Regions from separate parts of the Mus musculus genome. Here all the other regions are linked to region 1. Evidence: chromatin contacts called from public HiCAR-type, HiChIP or PLAC-seq and promoter capture Hi-C data. All regions are on one chromosome and are shown on one strand. The core of a region is the stretch at or near the end of the contact, and the rest is flanking DNA. Distances in the headings are between cores, read along the strand shown.

What was found. Promoter capture Hi-C pulls out the DNA fragments that hold promoters and counts their contacts. HiCAR-type assays count read pairs that join an accessible place to other places. HiChIP or PLAC-seq counts read pairs in DNA pulled down with a chosen protein or histone mark.
Region 2: a promoter capture Hi-C map of embryonic stem cells shows a contact between it and region 1, with 6 times the contacts expected there. The contact joins the enhancer-like site here to the promoter of Grin2a in region 1. A contact is called at or near these places in 5 of 39 promoter capture datasets (embryonic stem cells, frontonasal cranial neural crest, hippocampal neurons and 2 more), 5 of 115 datasets of contacts at active chromatin or transcription factors (embryonic forebrain, embryonic stem cells, forebrain and 1 more) and 1 of 9 other capture datasets (embryonic stem cells).
Region 3: an H3K27ac HiChIP or PLAC-seq map of VIP interneurons shows a contact between it and region 1, with 12 times the contacts expected there. The contact joins the enhancer-like site here to the promoter of Grin2a in region 1. A contact is called at or near these places in 5 of 39 promoter capture datasets (embryonic stem cells, hippocampal neurons, liver and 2 more), 1 of 484 Hi-C or Micro-C datasets (muscle stem cells), 8 of 115 datasets of contacts at active chromatin or transcription factors (SST interneurons, VIP interneurons, embryonic forebrain and 4 more) and 1 of 9 other capture datasets (liver).
Region 4: an H3K27ac HiChIP or PLAC-seq map of embryonic stem cells shows a contact between it and region 1, with 15 times the contacts expected there. The contact joins the enhancer-like site here to the promoter of Grin2a in region 1. A contact is called at or near these places in 3 of 39 promoter capture datasets (cranial neural crest, embryonic stem cells and hippocampal neurons), 1 of 484 Hi-C or Micro-C datasets (embryonic stem cells), 13 of 115 datasets of contacts at active chromatin or transcription factors (VIP interneurons, embryonic forebrain, embryonic stem cells and 3 more) and 2 of 9 other capture datasets (embryonic stem cells and liver).
Region 5: a promoter capture Hi-C map of hippocampal neurons shows a contact between it and region 1, with 7 times the contacts expected there. The contact joins the enhancer-like site here to the promoter of Grin2a in region 1. A contact is called at or near these places in 3 of 39 promoter capture datasets (hippocampal neurons, liver and stem cell-derived epiblast-like cells), 2 of 484 Hi-C or Micro-C datasets (cerebral cortex and embryonic fibroblasts), 6 of 115 datasets of contacts at active chromatin or transcription factors (SST interneurons, embryonic forebrain, embryonic hindbrain and 2 more) and 2 of 9 other capture datasets (adipose tissue and embryonic stem cells).
Region 6: a HiCAR-type map of embryonic stem cells shows a contact between it and region 1, with 6 times the contacts expected there. The contact joins the enhancer-like site here to the promoter of Grin2a in region 1. A contact is called at or near these places in 2 of 39 promoter capture datasets (cranial neural crest and liver), 1 of 484 Hi-C or Micro-C datasets (embryonic fibroblasts), 6 of 115 datasets of contacts at active chromatin or transcription factors (embryonic forebrain, embryonic midbrain, embryonic stem cells and 2 more) and 1 of 9 other capture datasets (embryonic stem cells).
Region 7: an H3K27ac HiChIP or PLAC-seq map of embryonic stem cells shows a contact between it and region 1, with 10 times the contacts expected there. The contact joins the enhancer-like site here to the promoter of Grin2a in region 1. A contact is called at or near these places in 5 of 39 promoter capture datasets (cranial neural crest, hippocampal neurons, liver and 1 more), 1 of 484 Hi-C or Micro-C datasets (cortical neurons), 3 of 115 datasets of contacts at active chromatin or transcription factors (embryonic midbrain, embryonic stem cells and forebrain) and 4 of 9 other capture datasets (adipose tissue, embryonic stem cells, liver and 1 more).

Annotation. Positions count from the first base shown.
Region 1 is chr16:9,994,523-9,997,222 of GRCm38.p6, forward strand. Grin2a (glutamate receptor, ionotropic, NMDA2A (epsilon 1)) reads right to left here and starts at 1,291. Exons shown (of 14, transcript NM_008170.4): 1 at 301-1,291. It overlaps Gm30668 (a long non-coding RNA gene), which reads right to left. Exons shown (of 3, transcript XR_384651.2): 3 at 2,687-2,700.
Region 2 is chr16:9,148,775-9,151,474 of GRCm38.p6, forward strand. No RefSeq gene overlaps it. Among named protein-coding and RNA genes, the nearest start is that of Gm30567, 95 kb to the left of the region's middle. Within about 2 kb of position 1,282, at least 13 of the 459 cell types and tissues checked have an H3K27ac peak or open chromatin away from gene starts, as enhancers often do. A contact at or near this core is called in embryonic stem cells, where this site is marked.
Region 3 is chr16:9,334,951-9,337,836 of GRCm38.p6, forward strand. No RefSeq gene overlaps it. Among named protein-coding and RNA genes, the nearest start is that of Gm41418, 56 kb to the left of the region's middle. Within about 2 kb of position 1,306, at least 5 of the 459 cell types and tissues checked have an H3K27ac peak or open chromatin away from gene starts, as enhancers often do. A contact at or near this core is called in VIP interneurons, where this site is marked.
Region 4 is chr16:9,131,008-9,133,830 of GRCm38.p6, forward strand. No RefSeq gene overlaps it. Among named protein-coding and RNA genes, the nearest start is that of Gm30567, 78 kb to the left of the region's middle. Within about 2 kb of position 1,329, at least 26 of the 459 cell types and tissues checked have an H3K27ac peak or open chromatin away from gene starts, as enhancers often do. A contact at or near this core is called in embryonic stem cells, where this site is marked.
Region 5 is chr16:9,198,004-9,200,725 of GRCm38.p6, forward strand. No RefSeq gene overlaps it. Among named protein-coding and RNA genes, the nearest start is that of Gm41418, 81 kb to the right of the region's middle. Within about 2 kb of position 1,323, at least 6 of the 459 cell types and tissues checked have an H3K27ac peak or open chromatin away from gene starts, as enhancers often do. A contact at or near this core is called in hippocampal neurons, where this site is marked.
Region 6 is chr16:9,091,431-9,094,130 of GRCm38.p6, forward strand. No RefSeq gene overlaps it. Among named protein-coding and RNA genes, the nearest start is that of Gm30567, 38 kb to the left of the region's middle. Within about 2 kb of position 1,256, at least 35 of the 459 cell types and tissues checked have an H3K27ac peak or open chromatin away from gene starts, as enhancers often do. A contact at or near this core is called in embryonic stem cells, where this site is marked.
Region 7 is chr16:9,070,914-9,073,613 of GRCm38.p6, forward strand. No RefSeq gene overlaps it. Among named protein-coding and RNA genes, the nearest start is that of Gm30567, 18 kb to the left of the region's middle. Within about 2 kb of position 1,343, at least 4 of the 459 cell types and tissues checked have an H3K27ac peak or open chromatin away from gene starts, as enhancers often do. A contact at or near this core is called in embryonic stem cells, where this site is marked.

The sequences.
Region 1 (2,700 bases), core at 41-2,540:
CCCCCTACCACCACCTCGGCGCCCGGCTACTGGGAGTTGTGCGACCAGGAGCTGCTGAGCCTGGGGTGGGGGGTGGGGGGCAGGAAAGGAGGGGGCGCTGGCTGAGTTTGCTATGAGCCGGGAGGAGAAGAGGGGGAGGGAAGGACGCGGGCTCCCGCGGTCCCGGATCCCCGAGGGAGGTGTGATCACTCCCACGTAGCGACCCTCTTGTGCGTCCTGCCGCCCCCTCCTATCCATACCTTCCCCCCACCAGCTTCTCACAGGGCCCTCCCAGGCTCGGCGTCCCGCGCCAGCACTCACCGCAGCCTCTCTCCACATAGTTCTCAGCAGTGGCCACCCCTGGTCATCTCCAGGGCTGATTGCTGCCGCCGCGACTCTCAGAGCTCATCCGGCCCCATGCTCAGGCACAGCACCCCAGGAGCCTCTCTCCTAGAGCCCTGGCTCAGCTTTATGCTCCACTCCGGACAGCGGCTGCCAGGTCCTCTGAGCGCGCCTGGACACCCTCTCCGCAGTCCTGCTCCTGCTTGGCGTGCGTGAGTGTGTGAGTGTGTGTGTGTGAGTGAGTGTGGGAGCGCGCGCGCGCGTGTGGCCGGGGATCCCCGCGGTCCCTGGCGGAGAAGGGCGCAGGCAGAGGACCGCAGCTCCCTCCTGGCCCTTTCGCTGAAGGGCCAGCTCCGAGCTGGGCGTTCGGTTCCTCACTTGGTCAGCGGGAGCCCAGGAAAGAGCCTGGCCACCGCGGTTCACAACACTGGAGAAGCCAGGATCCTAGGGCACGCTTCTGCTGCGGTCGCCTAGGAGGATAGAGGAAAGCAGAGGCGCCCACCACAGCAACTTAGGACTTGTTCTCAGCCAGCGAGACGCAACGCAGCAACCCCCGCGCAATCCGACGTTGTTTGGAGCTCTGGTCCGCCTGCAGCCGCCCACCCCGGAGGCGGGCCAAGGCAGACCCCGCAGTCCCTAGGCGGCGACGCGGAGCGCGGCCACCCTCTTCTGGAGCGCACGGCGGCAGCGGAACAAGGCCGACCTAGGTGTCTGGCTGGTGACGGGGGGAGCTTGCGGTGGCGCGCAACCTTGGTGCTGAAACCACGCTCTCCGCCCGCTCCCGGGCGTCTGGTGCTGCTGAAGAATCAATTATTCAGATCTCTGCTACGGATTCCTCCTCCTCCAGTGCCTGGCGCTGGGTGCAGCAATCTCTGTTCCACGCAAGGCACGCCGACACGCACACACCCGCCCAGGATGCTTCTCTCAATGCCTCACCACCCTGATATGGGAACCCACTCTGATGTCAGAGAGCCGGGAGCTTAAAATCAGAAACATATATACTCTCTCCAAGCACAGACACGCGTGCGCGCGCGCATACACACACATACACACACAGACGCGCACCCACAGACACACATACACACTTGCTGCTTCCTTCTCTAAGTTGTTCGAGACAAAACGTAACCCTGTGGTTGCCTCTTCTAAGTCACCAGAACGGATAAGCCAAGAGCCTGGGGCTAACTGGCTGTGAAAACTGACTGGCTCCAATTCTAGCAGCTGGGCATGAGGCTCCTTGTTAGATGTCTACATTTGACCTTTGTACGGTCAGTCACTTGAATCCCAACACCTGTCTCTGCCTTTCTTCCCTTCCCTTGATGCCTCATGTCACCTGGATGTTTATGCTCCAAATGCATATGTTAAAATCCTAAGTATTAAGAGTACTGGCCTCCACAGTGATTAAGTCATAAGAATAGAATTGCATCCGGATCTTTATTTAAAAAAAAAAAAAAAAATCTCAGAGAGCTAGCCAGCTAGCCGGCTAGCCAGCTCCTAGCCCAGCCAGAAGCTGCCCCTAACAAACACAGAGCCTACTTCACCTTGTTCAGAGAACCAACTGTAAGAAACTTCTTGGACTCCTATACTGAGTAGTAGCTTTTGTTATTGCAGGTCTGCCAAACTCAGGAGTCACCCTCCTCCTTTAATGACTGATAATCTGAAAAAGCAGGCGAGCAACAGCAGTAAAAATAAATAAATAAATAAATAAATAAATAAATAAATAAATGCCATTTCTCAGGGTTATTTTGCAATAAAAAGACAATGGTCAAAGATTTAACAAAACCTGACACGTAGTAGGTACCCAAGAAAAAATGAGAGCCCTCTAAAGTAACTCATCCAGGGGGGATCGATATGGCTACAGAAAGGAGCCCCTGGTCCTGGAGACCCGTGGGTTTATTGTGGAGCTGATGTTGTGTGTGGAATACCCTGGGGTTTTACACAAAAGAAAACAAGGAAGCAGACAGAATCTGGACGGTAAAGGAAAAGGGGATGGGGGTGGGCAATGTGATACAACAGAGGCAGAAACTGGAGCAATGGTCCATTTACTGGGGCTGTGAATGGGCTGGACTGAGCCGGGCTAAGCTGGGCCTCTCTCTTGCATGGATATCATGCAAGACTCTGACCTGAGAACTTGAGAATGTTACACTGCCTTAGCTCAGATAAATGCACACCTGCAGCCCCAGCTACTAAGGAGGCTGTGCAGCCTAGGCAGAGCAAGCCCCATCTTTAAAAGCTATCTAGAGAACAAGCAAAGGCCTGAAACATAAATCATAAAGAATGAACACAGTGGGAAAACCAGGCCTAGTGGTGTGGCCAATGTGGCGACCGGGGTGGGGAAATCAAGTGCAGGGTACCCACGGGCAGCAGAGTGAGTTCAAGGCC
Region 2 (2,700 bases), core at 32-2,531, 850 kb before region 1:
CTGGGGGTACTGGTTATTTCATATTGTTCCTCTTATGTGACTGCAAACCCCTTCAGCTCCTTGGGTCCTTTCTCTAGCTCCTTCATTGGGGATCCTATGCTCAGTCCAATGGATGGCTGTGAGCATCCACCTCTGTGTTTGTGAGGCACTGGCAGAGCCTCACAGGAGAGAGCTATATTAGGCTCCTGTCAGTAAGCACTTGTTGGCATCCACAACAGTGTCTGAGTTTGGTGATCGTATATGGGATGGATCGCCAGGTGAGTCAGTCTCTAGATGGTCATTTCTTCAGTCTCTACTCCACACTTTGTAACTCCTTCCATGGGTGTTTTGTTCCCCCCTTCTAAGATGGATAGAAGTATCCACACTATGGTCTTCCTTTTTCTTGAGTTTCATGTGGTTTGTGAACTGTATCTTGGGTATTCCAAGCTTCTGGGCTTCTGGCCTCATACCTCTGGACATACCTCTGGCTTTTGGGACCTTTGACCACACTGTGGATACCCTGGTTGAGACTATTGGTAGTCACTGAAGTTTATTAGGGTAGACACTAAATCCAGCAGGTCTCAAGTGTCTCTTTCCTGGCAGGCGGGTGGGCGGGTGCGCAGACAGCCTTCTTTCCTGTTCCCATGCAGATGATGGCAGCTGAAGAGTTGCACTGACCACGCCTTTACTAATGAGGAAGCTCAGGAAAGGGCAATCAACAGCATCAGCTTTATTCTCTCCCAGGAGAGGATGCTCTGCTTTGGATCCAGGTTTTTCTTCTGGAAAAACACAGACTGTTTCTGAGACTGCAAGAGCCAGGGCAAGGGCAAGGAGCCAGTGCCCTCCCCAGGAGCCAGTGCCCTCCCCAGCTTCAGTGCTGGGGCCACAGACCCAGGCTCCCTAGGGAGTCACTGTGGGAGCTCCAGCCTGGGGCCCCTCTTGCCCTCTCGTCAATGACTGCCAGCTTGAGTTTGGTAAAACATGGGATTTTCCTAAAGTGGGAACTCCTCAGCCAAACCTGGAGCCTTCCCTAACTGAACTAGCTTTCCTTCTCTTCCCCTGCTCCCTGGCACCACCCTCTCCAAATGCGCTTAAAACAGGAATCGCTGTGACATAAGGAATGTATTTGATCTCTGCTTCAGTTCCTGGCACACAGCTAGTAAAACGCTTTTAACCTTTTGGGTGGGACAGATGAGATGAGAGCTCTTTTGTTTCATTCTTTGGTCTTAGTTCCTAACACAAGACCTTTAAAAACCCTTGACTCTTCTGAGTGCCTTTCTGTATGCTAATGAGGCTATCTGGCTGGGGAAGTACCAAATTTGCTATTGTAAGCTGGACTTTTCTGGCCCACACAGACCTCTGTGGCTCAAGGAGGGCTGGAGAAGGAGTCAAGGCACCAATGGCCAGGAACCTCATCAACTGTGCTTGTGGGATGGAGCCTCTGGAAAAACTACAAGCAATGGACTAGTGAATGTATTCACATGTGGGGAGGATGGCACCCTAATTGGGACTTGGGATCTGGTCTGAGACCCTTTGGATCTCATCCTCTGGCCTCTTTACCTGGCTGTTCATTTAGGATCCTAAGCAAGCAGTTTCCTTGAGTGTTTTTGAGGCACTCTGGGAAATAATCACACCTGATCAGTGGTGGTGGGAACCACAAGTTCCAAGTGCAGGTGACCAGGTGGGAATAGGGGTTCTTAGTGCAGGTGATCAGGTGGGAACACAGGTTCCAAGTGCAGGTGACCAGGTGGGAACAGGGGTTCTTAGTGCAGGTGATCAGGTGGGAACACAGGTTCCAAGTGCAGGTGACCAGGTGGGAACAGGGGTTCTTAGTGCAGGTGATCAGGTGGGAACACAGGTTCCAAGTGCAGGTGACCAGGTGGGAACAGGGGTTCTTAGTGCAGGTGACCAGGTGGGAACACAGGTTGCAAGTGCAGGTGACCAGGTGGGAACAGGGGTTCTTAGTGCAGGCGATCAGGTGGGAACAGGGGTTCTCAGGGCAGGTGACCTGGAATTTGGATCTGGAGTAGAAAGAGGATCAACTCGCAGGGTTTTGCTCTAAGGTCTGCCCGACTCTGAGCAGTTTTGGAATCAAATTAGGATGTCCTGTTGGTGTCAAGATCTGGAGAATTAGTCGATTTAGGGGTGAAAGTTCCGAAGTGTTTCGAGAGAACAGGGACTACTCATCTACATGTCTCTTTAGCATCTTAGTCTTGCCTGCTTCCACCTTCTTCCTGTGGAAGTATGTACTTGCATCTGGTTTTGACCTTGACTGGGAATTGCCTCCTCCAGGAAGCCTTCCTCCACCTCACAGCATGGCCAGGTAGCCTATAAATGTGTTCCCAGCGATCCCTGTGATTTTCTTCCCTCCTTATTTTATTATATATGTTTTTCATGTGGACTGAGCAGAGCACACCTTCAGTTGCTGTGAGTCATATGACCCTTTGAGATGAGGGGAAGGGACACGTCACATGTGCTTCCTTCCTGCTATAATCAAGTTGGCCACAGAGGCATCAGAGGCATTAATCAATAATTTAATTTCTTAAGAGGTCATTAATTTAAGAACCTTCTTATTGGCCACTTGGATGGCTATGTGAGGATTTGGAAGGATTTAGAGCCTCTTAATTTTTCTAACTGGCACATTCCCCTTCATCTCTTTTCAAAAGGAGAGGAGCAAAATGCCATCATCATATTTCATGTCCTGGCCTTGAATACCTGCCA
Region 3 (2,886 bases), core at 56-2,555, 660 kb before region 1:
TACCAGAGAGTAGCTCTGGTCAGAAGGCTTCAATTGCCCATTTAGTTTGTCTAAATCCGAGCGATGGCACTGACCGAAAGCACAGTAGGAAGACAGATTGTTTCCAGAGATGTGGGAGGGCTCACCTTCCTGCAGTATCTGTTAGGTGCATTTGTGTGTGTTTGAGCCTCACATGGGCCTTCACATGTGGGCCTGGGTACCAGAAGCCTGGTGCGAGGGTTCTGGTGAAGGGAAGTGAGTGCGGGCAGGGAGGCTGTGCCTTCCAGATCACTCGGTAACTCCAAGAAGCCAACTATCCAGTGAGGAGTGGGCAGGACCTCAGGTGGCTCTTCAGGAGAGAGGATCTCTTCCCAAGTGTTACAGCTCTTGGAACAAAAGACTCAGATGATGGAGTAGTTCTCGCACACCTTTAATTCCTGGATAGGATTTATATACAGTTTTGGGGGTGATTCAGGGTTCAACAGCAGGTATCTCTCATTGGTTTGGACTGAGAGCTTGGGGAAAACCTTATTTGCATGTGGGAAGGCTTGGTGCTGCTCCTATGTGACTGATAGCCACACACTTCGCCAGGAGCCAGGGGCGGAGAGACATGATCAAACATCTTTTGTCTCATGTAGGTGGAAATCATCATCCATCGGGGGTCCGGGGTTCCAGACCTTTGCTTGACTGGAGACTAGGCTGTCTGTGTGCAGCCCACTGCCCTAACAGGGTGGTTGTTGTCAGCAAGATTAAATGAAGTAACTCTGGAAACATGCCTGCTACATGTTAGATGTACTTCATTGATACACGAATCCTCTTTGCTTGCTTTCTTCCTGAAAGGAAAGGTATGCTCATGCCAGAGACATGGTACTACAAAGGACACCCTGTGATACCAGCTGCCAGACTGCACAGAGGTGCCAAGACTTCCAGTAACAGGGAGCACTCCAAGCTTCTGGAAGCTTCAGGCTCCTTTTACATCCTTGACAGGAGACATCCAGGACCTCCTGAACATCCACCATAAACACATTTCCTATGGGGTCCATTAATTATGCACTCCCTCACCTCCATGAATATTTCAGGGTTTATATGCATAAATAAAACATACATTAATTAGAAGTTTGCAATTGGATTTCTTTCCTGACCTGTCATTACCATCAGTGTGTGTTGTCCACAGACATAAATCATTCAACATCTTCCTTCCTGGACCGGGTGTTCTCCTCTGTTAGATCAGAATAAGCGGTTCAAAGAGCCTTGGTGTGTAGTCGCCAAACACTAACACTGACCAAATCCTTTTGTTTCTCTTTTGTGGAAGAAATTAAAATTATTCATGAGGTACTGCTCAGCTGAACAGTTGGCTCCTTTCCCTCCACTGCGGGGACAGATTTCCTGGCCAGAGCTTGCTTCTGACGAATTGAACATTGGTTAAAAGTGAGCATCTTCTCCAAGCGGTGACATTAATACACTTAATGTTCAGAGAGCCTTGGCATATTCTGCTGGGAGGCTGCCAAACAACTATATTAGGTGGATTCTCTCACCTTCAATAGGATTATTAGGTGGTCCAAGTTTACTGTGTGTCTATTCACTTGGACCAGGTGCAAACAGATGTGTGCCATTTGTGTCTTCAAAGCATGAGTTGGTATGTGCCTTCAATGGGTCCTTGATATTCCCCTCAACAAGTCACCCAGAGAACTGGGACCCTGTTCTGGCTTGTACTTACAAGCTGAGGCCTGATGCTCAGAGTCTTTTTCTCTTAAGTTGTGGGCTTGGAGGCTGACTCATGGATTACTCTCAGCACTCTCTGGCTTAAGGGTCACTAACTGAAACTTCCATAATCAAGCAACATGGACAGGCAAAGTGGATTGATAGGGAATGGGAGATGACATAGTGTAATGAAATCAGAGAAGTTGGGACACATGGAATATTGATGATGAATTTGAACATAGATTTATGTGGCTCTCAGGTTTTAACAAAACCCATTGTGGAAGGGGCAGGCCCTGAAAAAAAGCAAGAGCTCTCAGGCGTATTTCAAAGTATGTGTGTGTGCATATTTTGCTGTTGAGTTTATCCTGAATTTTTCTAGTTCTGCTTTTCTTGCTTCTCAATAGTATTCTGATCTAGGAATTCAAACACAGGCAAATCTACTGCCTGCCTAAGTTCTTCCCATGGCATATCATGTGGAGACACAGATTTCCTTCTTCCTCTGTGCACAGATCTCAGCTTCAGCAATCTCTACAACTACTGAAGGCTTGGTTAGCCCAACAGATATTTTGCAGCTTTTGGTGTCTGTGGTCTGTGCTGCCATGGAAGCCACATTGGTGTCTGAGGTCTGTGCTGTCCTTTGGGACCAGGTGGATATCTGTGATCTGAGCTGCCAATGGAATTCTTGTAAGAGTTCAGGAGCCATGCTGTCATCTTTTTTTTTAATTAGGTATTTTCCTCATTTACATTTCCAATGCTATCCCAAAAGTCCCCCATACCCTCCTCCCCACCCCCCTACCCACCCACTCCCACTCTTTGGCCCTGCATGCTGTCATCTTAAACAATGCGAAGTACATGATTCCTGCTGCTGCCGGTTGCTATAGGCAAGGAAGGCACTATTTGAGTGGTATTGATGACTGCAGACTCATAATTGAGAATGAGAGATACTAAAGACTTCTGAGACAGCCCCTTCCCCTCAAAGAAAGCAATCCAGACAGCAAGCTATTGAAGATAATATTCCTTAAAAGCTGTGATACGGATGCTGAAGTATAGCCCTTCACAGTTGATGGCTCCTGGCAGGGGCTTGGGTAGGAGTGGAAAAGCGCTCAGTTTTCCTTAAGAGCCTGGACACTGAGAGTTTGACCACAGTCCAGTGTGTATATGGGCAACACAAATTGGACTTGGTGTTTTGTTTTTGTTTTGTTGTCA
Region 4 (2,823 bases), core at 79-2,578, 860 kb before region 1:
GGACTCTCAATCCAGGAGTTTCCTTTTATCAGATTGGTGTGTGGGCACATCTGTGGGCATGTCATTTTCTCAATTGCTGATGGCTTTGGAGGGACTAGCCCACTGTGGGCAGTGCCATCCCTGGGCATATGGGCTTGGGCTGTATAAGAACGAGAGCTGAACAAGCCAGGAGAAGCAGTCCAATGAGTTGTGTTCCTCCATGGCCTCTGCTTCAGGTCCTGTCTCCATGTCCCTGTCTCAGCTTTTGTCCCTGGTTTCACTTGAGGACAAACTGCAACTTGTAAGCCAAGTAACCAAGTAACCTTTCGTCCCTGCAGCTTGGCTTTGGCCAGTGCTTTGTCATAGAGACAGAAAGCAAACTAGATCTGAAGTTGGTACCAAGAGATGCAGGACCATGGAACAACAGCCAAGGTCACTGGCAGGAGTGGAGTGGAACTGGCCTTAGCCTACAGGACACGTGACTTTGTATGGACACAGATTTTCATTTCTCTTGAGTGAATAGCTAGATGGGCAATGACTGCATCATAAGTGCATGTGATTGTCAAAGTTGTAGCTGCTACGGTAGGAAGGTAATAGTATATCTTGGTTCTCCCTAATGGCCAATGACATGGAACACCTATGTCTGTGTCATGTTATTATATGTATGAACACACACACACACACACACACACACATATTACTTTAAAAAACATTTTCTCCCTTCCCTGTCCTTCTTCAATTCCTCCCATATTCTGTTCTTTGCAGTCTTTGAAATTCAGGGCCTCTTTTCTTCATTAACTGTTATTATATGCACATATGTATATACATATATTTCTAAATATAACCTGCTTATTCTGTATAACAGATGTGCTTTTGTTGTTGTTGTTGTTGTTGTTGTTGTTTTTCTTCAAGACAGGGTTTCTCTGTGTAGCTTTGGCTGTCCTGGAACTCACTCTGCAGACCAGGCTGGCCTCGAACTCAGAAATCCACTTGCCTCTGCCTCCCAAGTGCTGTGATTAAAGGCATGCACCACCACCACCCAGCAACAGATATGCTTTTAATTTAATTTTTAATTTAAGTGTTTGCTAAACTGTTTTGCTCATTTAAGAAGCATTTTAAATAAACATTATTATTACTGTATGTATATATATGATGTGTGTGACAGGTGTGTACATACTCGTGTGTGTGTGTGTGTGTGTGTGTGTGTGTGTGTGTGTAGGTCAGAGGACCACACTGTGGAGTCATCCCTTAAACGGATCCCAGGGAATGAAATCCAGATCACCAAGTTCATCCAGTGCTGCCTTTTTCTGCTGAGTCATCTCACCAGCCTAACTTCTCTTTTTCTGCTGAGTCATTTCACCAGCCTAACTTCCCTTTGAGTCTTCAGGGTTCCTTAAATGATCTGGACACAAGTCCTTGGTCGGCATCTGTCTCACAAAATTTTGCTTCAGGTGGTTCTTTTTATTTCTGTAAGGATGTCCTTTGAAGGTATAACATTTTAAACTTGGGCAAGAGCTATGTTTTTTTTTTGTTTTGTTTTGTTTTGTTTGTTTGTTTTTTTCCTGGATCTTGTTTTTGGTATCATGTCTGAGAAACCCAAGGTTGCAAAGGTTTCATTCTGTTTGTTTTTGTTCTCTTGAGAAATTTCACAGTTTAACATTTTATGCCTAAGCGTGTGATCCATTTTGATTATTTTTATAGGCATGTGAGACATGAATCAATTAAAAGTAACTTTATTGTTTTAAATTATGTATGTGTGTGTGTGTGTGTGAATGTCTATATGTAGGTATGTGCACATGAGTGCAGGTGCCTACAGAGGTTGTGGGAATCTGTAATCTTAGAGAATATAAGATGACCTGAAAGACCATCCCCCCAGAAGGTTGTGTTGAGCACTCCCTTCCTGTGATGTCCCAGCCAAACAAGCTTTACAAGAAAGCAAGGCAGGTGCAGCTAATGACCAAGAATGTTTAGTTCCCTCTTCTGGTGACTAAGACCTCACCACACCCAGGGCCATCAATGCTGGTTAAGGAAGGTCATGAAAGACACTTGTCTCTCTGGAAGGGAGAGGCTAATTACCATTTCTAAAGGGGGGAAAGAAAAAGTCAGCTGGGGCCAACAATGGGCTTAAACCAACTCTTGTTGTTATCAAGGCCTTCCCTTAAACTGTATAAAAAGTGTGGGCCTAGGAGATTCAGGGTCACCTCTGCCCCTATTGCAGGATGGCCCCCGGCACACCTGATCAATAAACCTCATTTTTATTGCATCGATCTCCGTCTCTGTGTTTCTGTGAGTGGGACATCCTGGACTAAGGCTCATTGGGTCTTACAAGGTCAGAAGAGTTGGATGCCTTGAAACTGGAGTTACAGGTGATTGTAAGTTGCTTGATGTGAGTGCTGGGAATTACACTCAGGTCTTTTGAAAACCTTTGAAATGGTAGTTGGTGCTCTAACCACTGCCAATTTTCCTCTAAGTGCTAGATAGACAGGTTGATTGATGACTGTGTTTGAGTCTGCTGTAAGCCTGTTCATATTCTGAGCTCTGGTTATATTAATTTATGGAGAGAAGTTCCGACTATGATTATGGACTTGTCTATTTTTTGTGACATTCTCTCTGGTTTGGCTTTATAAAATTCTGAAACAAAAAATTGTTCTATGTGCTGAACGTTTCATACTGTTATGTCCTCTTGATGGACTGAGCCCATATCTTCATGAGATGAATTCACACTCTCTGCAATCCACACTGTATCACTAGCAGTTACCCCGGTTCTCTCCTGGCTGGTGTAAGCATACTGCATCCTTTTATCTGTGCTCTCACAGGATGGATTTTTTTACCCTAGATCTTTTT
Region 5 (2,722 bases), core at 73-2,572, 800 kb before region 1:
ACTACTTGCCGTGTGTGTGTGTGTGTGTGTGTGTGTGTGTGTGTGTGTGTGTGTTAAACTATGCATGTGTGTACATGTGTGCATGTATATAAAACTATGCACTTGTGTACCTGTGTATATGTATGTGTAAGCACTTATGTGTGTGTGTGCACATGTGCATAAGCATGCACGTGGAGACCAGATGTTAACACCAGGTGTCTTTAGCTGTTTTCCAGCCTAATTTTTTTCAGACAGGATCATACACGGGACCCATGGTTAATTGATTCTGCTACGTTGGCTGACTGGCTACAGTGATCTACCTGTCTCCACCTGTCTCCCCATGCCCCAGTACTGGGGTGACAGGTGTTTACCACCGTGCTTATATTTTACTTAGATAGTTGGGATGGAACTCTGGCCCTCATGTTTGCATGGCCTGTTAGTTTACTCACTGGTCCACCCTCCCCACCCTCCCAGCCTCTCCATGTATTATTTCTTTGCTCCTCACTGAACACATTAGTTTCTTTGGCAGAAACACAGTCTGTGCTCCTTTCATGACAGTGTATTTGGTCTCTCACCTAGACCATTTCTTATCATGTCTTCATGGCTAGCTCATGTTTGCTTCCACGATCCTTCCCCTTCCATTTGCACACTCTGCCACTGTAGGTCGCTTGCTTATATTCATAGCTTGGAGAAACAAGAGTCTGTATTTTCAGACAACTCAAATCCCAAACCTGCATTCTGTGGCTGGTGGATTGTGTGCAGGCTCAAGTGTGGAGAGATTTGGGAGAATTTCTACAGGGTTCACTTTGAAAACTACAACAGATGATGAAACCATCCAGCAGAATTTGGTTCCCCTGAGCCTTGGTTTTCCAGATGCTATTTTTGTGCCATTTATGAGTAGAGCTGCAAAAATTGACATCACAGAACCTGACAGTTAGGAGGGAACTTTGGCATTTATTCTTTGCCATTACTAGTTCCCAAATCTATGCTGTGGCAGTGAGCACATAGACCTTGGAGTCTGGATGGCTTGATTTCAAATTCTGGCTCTGCCTCTCCGGAGCTATGGTACTGTGAACAAGTGATGCCAGCCCTGAGCCTGGATTTCCTCCTGTTACAAAATGAGGGTGGCTGAGATAAAACATGGTGAATGAGCAGTATTCAGCACACAGTAGGCACTCAGCCATGTTATTTTTGGTCTCCAATGATCTGCCTCAGTTCTGAGGCAATGAACAAGTAAGGTTTTCCTAAGGATTGGCTGAGAGAAGACAGATGTTAAAGGCAGGTGGAGAATTCTGTTGAAGATTTCATAACCTTTATTTTTAGCTTCTGTGCCAAGGAAGGAACCTCAGCTCTCCCACTGTAAAGAGAGAGATTCCAAGCACCTTCTGCCTCATGCACAGTAAAGTGGAATAGTACATGACTTGATTAAAAGCTGTATTATACTTCCCATCTGCAAATGAATGACAATTGGATAGAAGCTGTGTTCAGCAATTTCATTACCTGGTTAGGTAGCATACCTCCCAAACAGTGTGCCTCAGTAATTACTGTACACTTTTCTTAAATACCCCAATTACAGATTGTCTTATAACCGGATGATACACATCCATAATTTTATATTTATGGATAAGTGCTCTTTCCTGACAACTTGAACATCTAAATTATGCAACACGAAATCAGATAATTGCAGAGAAACATTTGTCGTCTGGCTTGTGAGATCTCTGGTAAACAGTGTAATTATATGGTGTCGGTTTGGAGGTGCGTTCCTGATGTTTGTCAGTTGTCTTTCCATCATCTTGTTCTTAATAGTGAATTCAAATTTAGAGAATAGGCTCCATCCTTGACAACTCTCCTCAGGTTGCCATGCCCTAGCTTTTGTTACCCAGTGTTCTTAGAGCCATGGATACAGCTAAGCATGCTTATCCAAGGCAGCCATTTTGGAGAAGGCTGTCCCTGGGCCTTTGCATCTCCCCTCATATCTCATTGTCTCACTCAGGACTAGCCACTGATTGAACTCGATGCCTCAGGTATTGGTGATTGGCTCAGAGAGTGGCTATGTGATTCTAGCAGAGCAAACTCCTATTCACTCCTGGAGCTGAAATAGATACTGTGGAAAAAACATTCTTGCTTTTAGTTGGACCAAGAAAGGAAACTGGAGTTGGATAGGGCTGGCTGCTGCTGTTTTTCCTGTTGTATATTAGTTACTTGTTTACTTTGCTGTGATCAAATATGTCACAAGAAGCAATTAAAAGAGGAAGGGTGTTTTCTGGATTATAATTGGAAGGAATGCAGTTCACCACTACAGGAAGGAGGTGGCAGCAGGAGCAGGAGCCTGGTGAGCTCTATCACCTCTGCATCAGGAAGCAGAGAATGTGCAAAAAGAGTGTGGTATGGATAGAGAGCCCCAAGTGTCCCACTTCTTCTTGACAGACCTCAAAACCTTTCCAGCTGGAGACTGTGTTCAAACACGTGAGCCCCTGGGGGAGATTTCCTATTCAAATCACAATGCCCATCACATAGAAAAAGAGAGGCCCATTATAGTTGAGTTCCTAGTGAGTGTAGACAACAGACAGGATGCCTTCTTATCTAAGAGGAAAAGCGTGCAGTCAAGGAGAGAAAAGGAAGGAGATGAATGGCGGAGGAGGATTGATGGGGTGGGGGAGAGGAAGTAGGTTTTATAGCATGGAAGACTCAAGGTTCTTCAGTGAGGAGACCATCCTCTCTTCTCCTCTTTTAGTTTTAAGGC
Region 6 (2,700 bases), core at 6-2,505, 900 kb before region 1:
TGTGACTGCCATTAGGTGAGGCACATCGTTAGCAGTGAATGGATAGAGCTCTGTGTGTGTATGTGTGTTTATTTGTGTACAGGTGCTTGTGGATGCAGATGTGATTGCAGTTGTGTGCACATGAACATAGAGAATATAGGACAACTTCAGCTGTTATTCCTCAGATACCATCCAGGGTTTTAAATTTTTATTTATTTATTTATTTATTATTTACTTTTTTGGCGACAATCTCCCATGGACTTGGAACTTGTGAGGTAGGCTAGGCTAGGCTAGAAGGCCAGGGAGCCCCAAGGATCCACCTATTTCTGCATCCCCAGTGTAGGGATAGAGCATGTATCACTATGCTTGGCTTTCTTTATTATCTCTTAAATGTGGGTTCTGGAGTATTGAACTCAGGTCCTCACGATTACGCGAAAGTGCTTTAGCAATCGAGCTATCTCCCCAGCCTGGGGCTTCCTTCTGTTTATACTGTGTTCCATCCTGCTTGCACCTGGCTGAGCTCTGTGACACAAAGACATCTAAAGGACTTTTCAGCTTCCAGGATCAGCCTGTTGTTACTCCATTCTTGACTCTAGCCGCAGTCCCTGGGTTTATCTTGGCTTTTTCTTGCTTTGGCACTAAACTATGGTCACCTCTTCCTTACTTTCCCCTGCCTGGATGCCAAGAGGGCTCAAGGTAGGGTCCAGCTGCCTCATCCATGGCCCTGTGGAAAAAGAGAATGCTGAAAGTCCGAGTTCACTCTTTGGCTTCTGTGGGACCTCCCAGTTGGGTGTGCTTAAATACCTTGTCCACGGAGAAAAAAGGCTTTGCCCTGGGGCCTCTCTGAGGTGCAGATCCAGAGCCCAGGCCGAGCTTCCTCTTGGTAATCAAGGGAGACACTCAGAGTGTTCTGTTTTCTGAACGAAGCCTTCACTTCCCTTCCTCCCTCTGGGGAAATTAGCTTGCTGGCATGGATGGAGGAAAAATAAACAAGCCTAACCTGAAATATGCATTAGAGTTTAGCTATTTTTGGAGGTTTCCAAGATTGAAAATGGCTGAGGGCTGACCAGTTCTCATCTGTCCTGAATTAACTTTCTGAGGTTTCGTGGGGGGAAGCGAGGGTCCAGGACACGTCAGAACACTTAGCTGGGATTGGTACTGATTTGTGGAGCTGGGAGAAAGAATTATGGCCACAAAGAGATCGTTTCTTTCAGAGTTTATTTCAAAGAGGGGCCGGAGGAAGCTCCTGGGCTCGGAGAACAATGAGAACAATGGGGACCCTGGGGCCTCACTGTGGCATTGATTGTGTTTTCCTTGACAGGGTTGAAACTTTGTGGCAAGGGTAGGCATGAGTCCTTTTTTTGGAATCCGCCAAACAGTATGGAGAGGCTGGCATTAAAGACCAGTGGCTAACTCGATGTTAAGGAGGAGATGGAAAGGAGAAGTCAGCTTGTGTCTTCTACTGCCTTCTGATCCCAATGCACATCCACACCCATAGCAGCTTGGAATTGTGACTCCACTGGAACACAAACAAACACAAACAAACAAACCTCAGCAGATTCTAACTGCAGTGAGCTGAACAAACTCAGCTCCTACCAGATGGGCACTCCCTTGTTTAGCACGGGTTCAAAGCATCCCCACAGTGTTTTCATCTTTGCTAGTCATGGGGACAAAAAGACTTAACTTTTTTTTTTTAAAGTTTATTTTGCCTGCATTTATGTCTGTGCACCATTCCCATGTGGGACAGAAGAGGGCATTGAATCCCCTGGGACTAGAGTTACAGTTAGTAACAAGTCACCATGTGGGTGCTGGGGACTGAACTTGGATCACCTGAAAGAGCAATTGGTGCTCTTAACCACCAAGCCATCACTCCAGCCCCCCAAAATGACTTAATTTTTTTTTTAAATTCATGGTGTGTGTATGTGTGTGTGTGTGTATAGAATCTCATTTTGTACTCAAAACTAGCCTGGCTCTTGTGATTCTCCTGTCTTCTGCTCCAGAGTGTTGGGTGTTTCGGCCCAAGGTGGGCCCCCAAGTGGCAGTGTCCTTGTTGGAAAGGAGGTCTGGGCTCAGCTCAGGCTGTGCTCTGACCAGGTAAACAGAAGCTTTGCTGGGGATAAACAAAACCTTAAAAGCTGTGCTCTTCAGAACCTTGTTTGTCAGGACAAACCGTTACAGCCCACCCTCATCTGCTCTTACAGGCAATGCAGCATCTAGGGCATATTAACACATAGGTGCAGCATACATCAAAGTCCCCACCCCGTTCCCGTTCCCAAGCTCTTCCAGCCTGCAGACCTCCTCTCCACAATGACTGAAAACTCCCAGGCTGTTCCCACTTACACATTCCCTCCCTCTGCTGCAAATACTCCTTTAAACCTGACTAGGCTTTCCCACCTTTTGATACTCTCTTTGGTACTTTCTTGGCAGTTTGAATAAACCTTTCCTTCCACCTACAGGGTGGTCCAGTTTTGTGGTTTCACTGAGCCTGAACTATTCCTGGAGGTGAAAGTTATTAACAATTCCTTCTGCAGTCCAAGCTGCATGAGGTCTGCCATAAGTCTTGGAAAACAATTCTAAAGGAATTCCTGAGCCTTCTGTGTCTATGGCAGTAACAGTGGTTCCTCTGATACAAACTCTTGCTTCCTTGTGTTTCCCAACAGCAATCCCTCATGGCAGTTATTCCTCTCACTAATTTAACCCTAAACTCCAAGTCCTGTAACC
Region 7 (2,700 bases), core at 93-2,592, 920 kb before region 1:
ACATTAAAGAAAAAAAAGCAAAAACAAAAACAAAACAAAAATAAAACCCTAACAACCAAAACTACCCCCCCAAAACACCAAACAGCTGGGTTGGGGTGGTACGTACTTGCAATCCTAGTTCTGAGAAGTGCTCAGAGGGCTAAGATGGGCAGATGTTTGGCTGTGCGAAACTGGCAAGTTCCAGACCAATGAGAAACACTGTCTCAAAAATCAAGCTGGACAATGAATAATGAATGACAGCTGAGGCTGTCCTTTGACCTCTACATGTGTGCATACACATCTCTACATGCACCTTCATACACATATACCTACACACATTTGGGTACGCTTGGGTGTTCAAAAGCTGTCAGTGAGGTGAGCTTTTTTTCCCTAGTGTAGAGAGATCACTGCTCAAGGCTGGCCCCTGTATAACCCCCAGAAGATTGTGAGCAGAGCCTATGTATTGTCCCAGAGGCCTCTGGGAGCTGACTAGGGAGCATCAGGCCAGTTTGTGGAGTGTGCCATGCAAGGAAGAGAACCACAAATATGGAGACCAGCTCAACGTGCCTTAAAGCGATGTATATTTGGTCTCAGCCTAGTCTGTTAAGTGAGACCATGTATGTATTTCAAGAAGGTCAGGCAGTGGAGGACAGAGGCTCTGCAAGGCTGGATCTGTGCTCAGCCATTTAGGAAAATGAAGTGCACTTTGGGTTGCTCCTCTGTACACCAGTGTAATGACAGCACCAAACAGATATGAAAACAGAATGTATCGGATGCACACTACGCATATGTAAGGCACATGTATGTGTAATGGCTCAGTCTGCTGTGTGGCAACAAAGCATTTGTCCTCTTATTCATGAGCTTGTGCATCTGTTCCTTCCAGACACTGGGACGTAAAAGCAAAAACACCAGCAGCCTGAACAGAAATTCAAGAATCATTGAAAGTCAGCTGGGACAGCACAAGCAGGATTCAGGCATGTGTTGGCAGCCCTCAGTGTCACGGTGGCAAGTCCCTCTTTCTCCTTTGTCACCTGTTGATGGATAGTAACAGAGAGGAGTGGTGCTGGCATCATTCCTGACACTTTCAAATATCAATTCCGGTGATTTCATGACAGTTGCTGTGACTATCATATCACCCTTCATTTGCAGACCAGGCCACCGAGATTCTTAGAGGTTAAATAACTTGCCCTAAGTTACACAGACGTTGCAAAGTGAAGGGGGAGAAACTGAAAAAATCAGCTCAGGAACTTTGGGAAGGTCATGAAGGGAGAGGCTAATTAGCATTTCTCAGACCACAGGGTGGGAGCCGACCTGCGGGTGGGGACACATTCCACAGGACTGACCATTGCTCACTTTCAGACAAGGGAAGTCCTTGTCACCTCATTCCCTAAAGACCAATCAGTTAAAGGGTGCACTGTTCCACCAATCATATTGTGCCTAGTTGCTGATGCTCTGTTCTGCCCCTGGAAACCATATAAAAACTCGCCAAACAGGTGCTGGTGGTCACTGCCTCTCCTTCCGGTCTCGCACCACCCCAGTGCACTGGAACAAATTCCTCTTGCTTTTTGCATCGATCCTGGCTCCACGTGGTTCACTGGGGGGTGGGGGTGGGGGTGGGTCCCCTGGTAAGCTAAGGCTCCCCAGAGTCTTACAAAACAACATGTCTAATTCCCAGATTCTTGCTTTTTTTTTTTTTTAATTTTTTTTCAGATTCTTGCTTTTGACTGATGCATCAGGCTGTGGGTCCTTAACTTTGTGCCTTTTCCATCTCCAATCCATTGGGCACAAGTCCACACTTTTCCAAGCATTTCAGTCCTGAGAGACACCTGCCCCAACTTGGTTCTGCTCAACTCACTTCAACTCGACTAATTTTAGTTTGACTCAGCTTAGATTGGTTAAGGCTAACTTAAGCAGAACATATACCTGGGTATCTGCATATGTGTATACAGGTGTGTGTGTGCGCGCGCACGTGTGCATGTGTGTGGTTATGCAAATGTGCATGTGGGCAACCTAGGCTGTCATTCCCGGGCATTGTCCATCTTTGTTGTTTTGAGACAGGGTCTCCCACCGACCTGGAACTTGTCTACTAGGCTGGCTAGTGCACCCCGAGGATCTGCACATCTCCAGTGCTGGGACCATTGGATTCCACATGAGCTCTAACATTCTTGTCTTTATGTAAGTAAGGCAAATATTTTATTGAGTGAAGCTTCTCTGTGGCAGTTAACACTGATTGTCAGCTTGATTGCATTGAGAGGCACCTAGGCAATGCCTTTCTGTGTATCTGTGAGGGTGCTCTAAATATGGACAGCATTGTTCTACAGGCTGAGGCCTAGATGGCATCAATGTAGATAAAAGAGGAAGCCCTCTGTCATCACAAGTGCTCTCTCTCTGTGTCCTGGTCTCTATGAGGTGAGCAGACTGTTCAGCCCCACCTTTCCACTGTGGCATTCTGCCTTAGGTCAGACTCATAGCAATGGATCCAGATGACGTCAGGCTGAGTCCTCTAAACTGTGAGTCCCAACAACTCCTTTTCCCAAGTGCTTCATCCCAGTGATGAAAGCCCTATTATTACAAGTGCTTCATCCCAGTGATGAAAGCCCTATTATTAAACCTTACCAGAGGAAGGGAACACCAGGAAATGTTTTAAAACTCTGGTTTTTACATTGTCACTCTTTTCTCAAATGCCTGACCAGATTGTTGCCCCTCATCCGCGTAGAATGA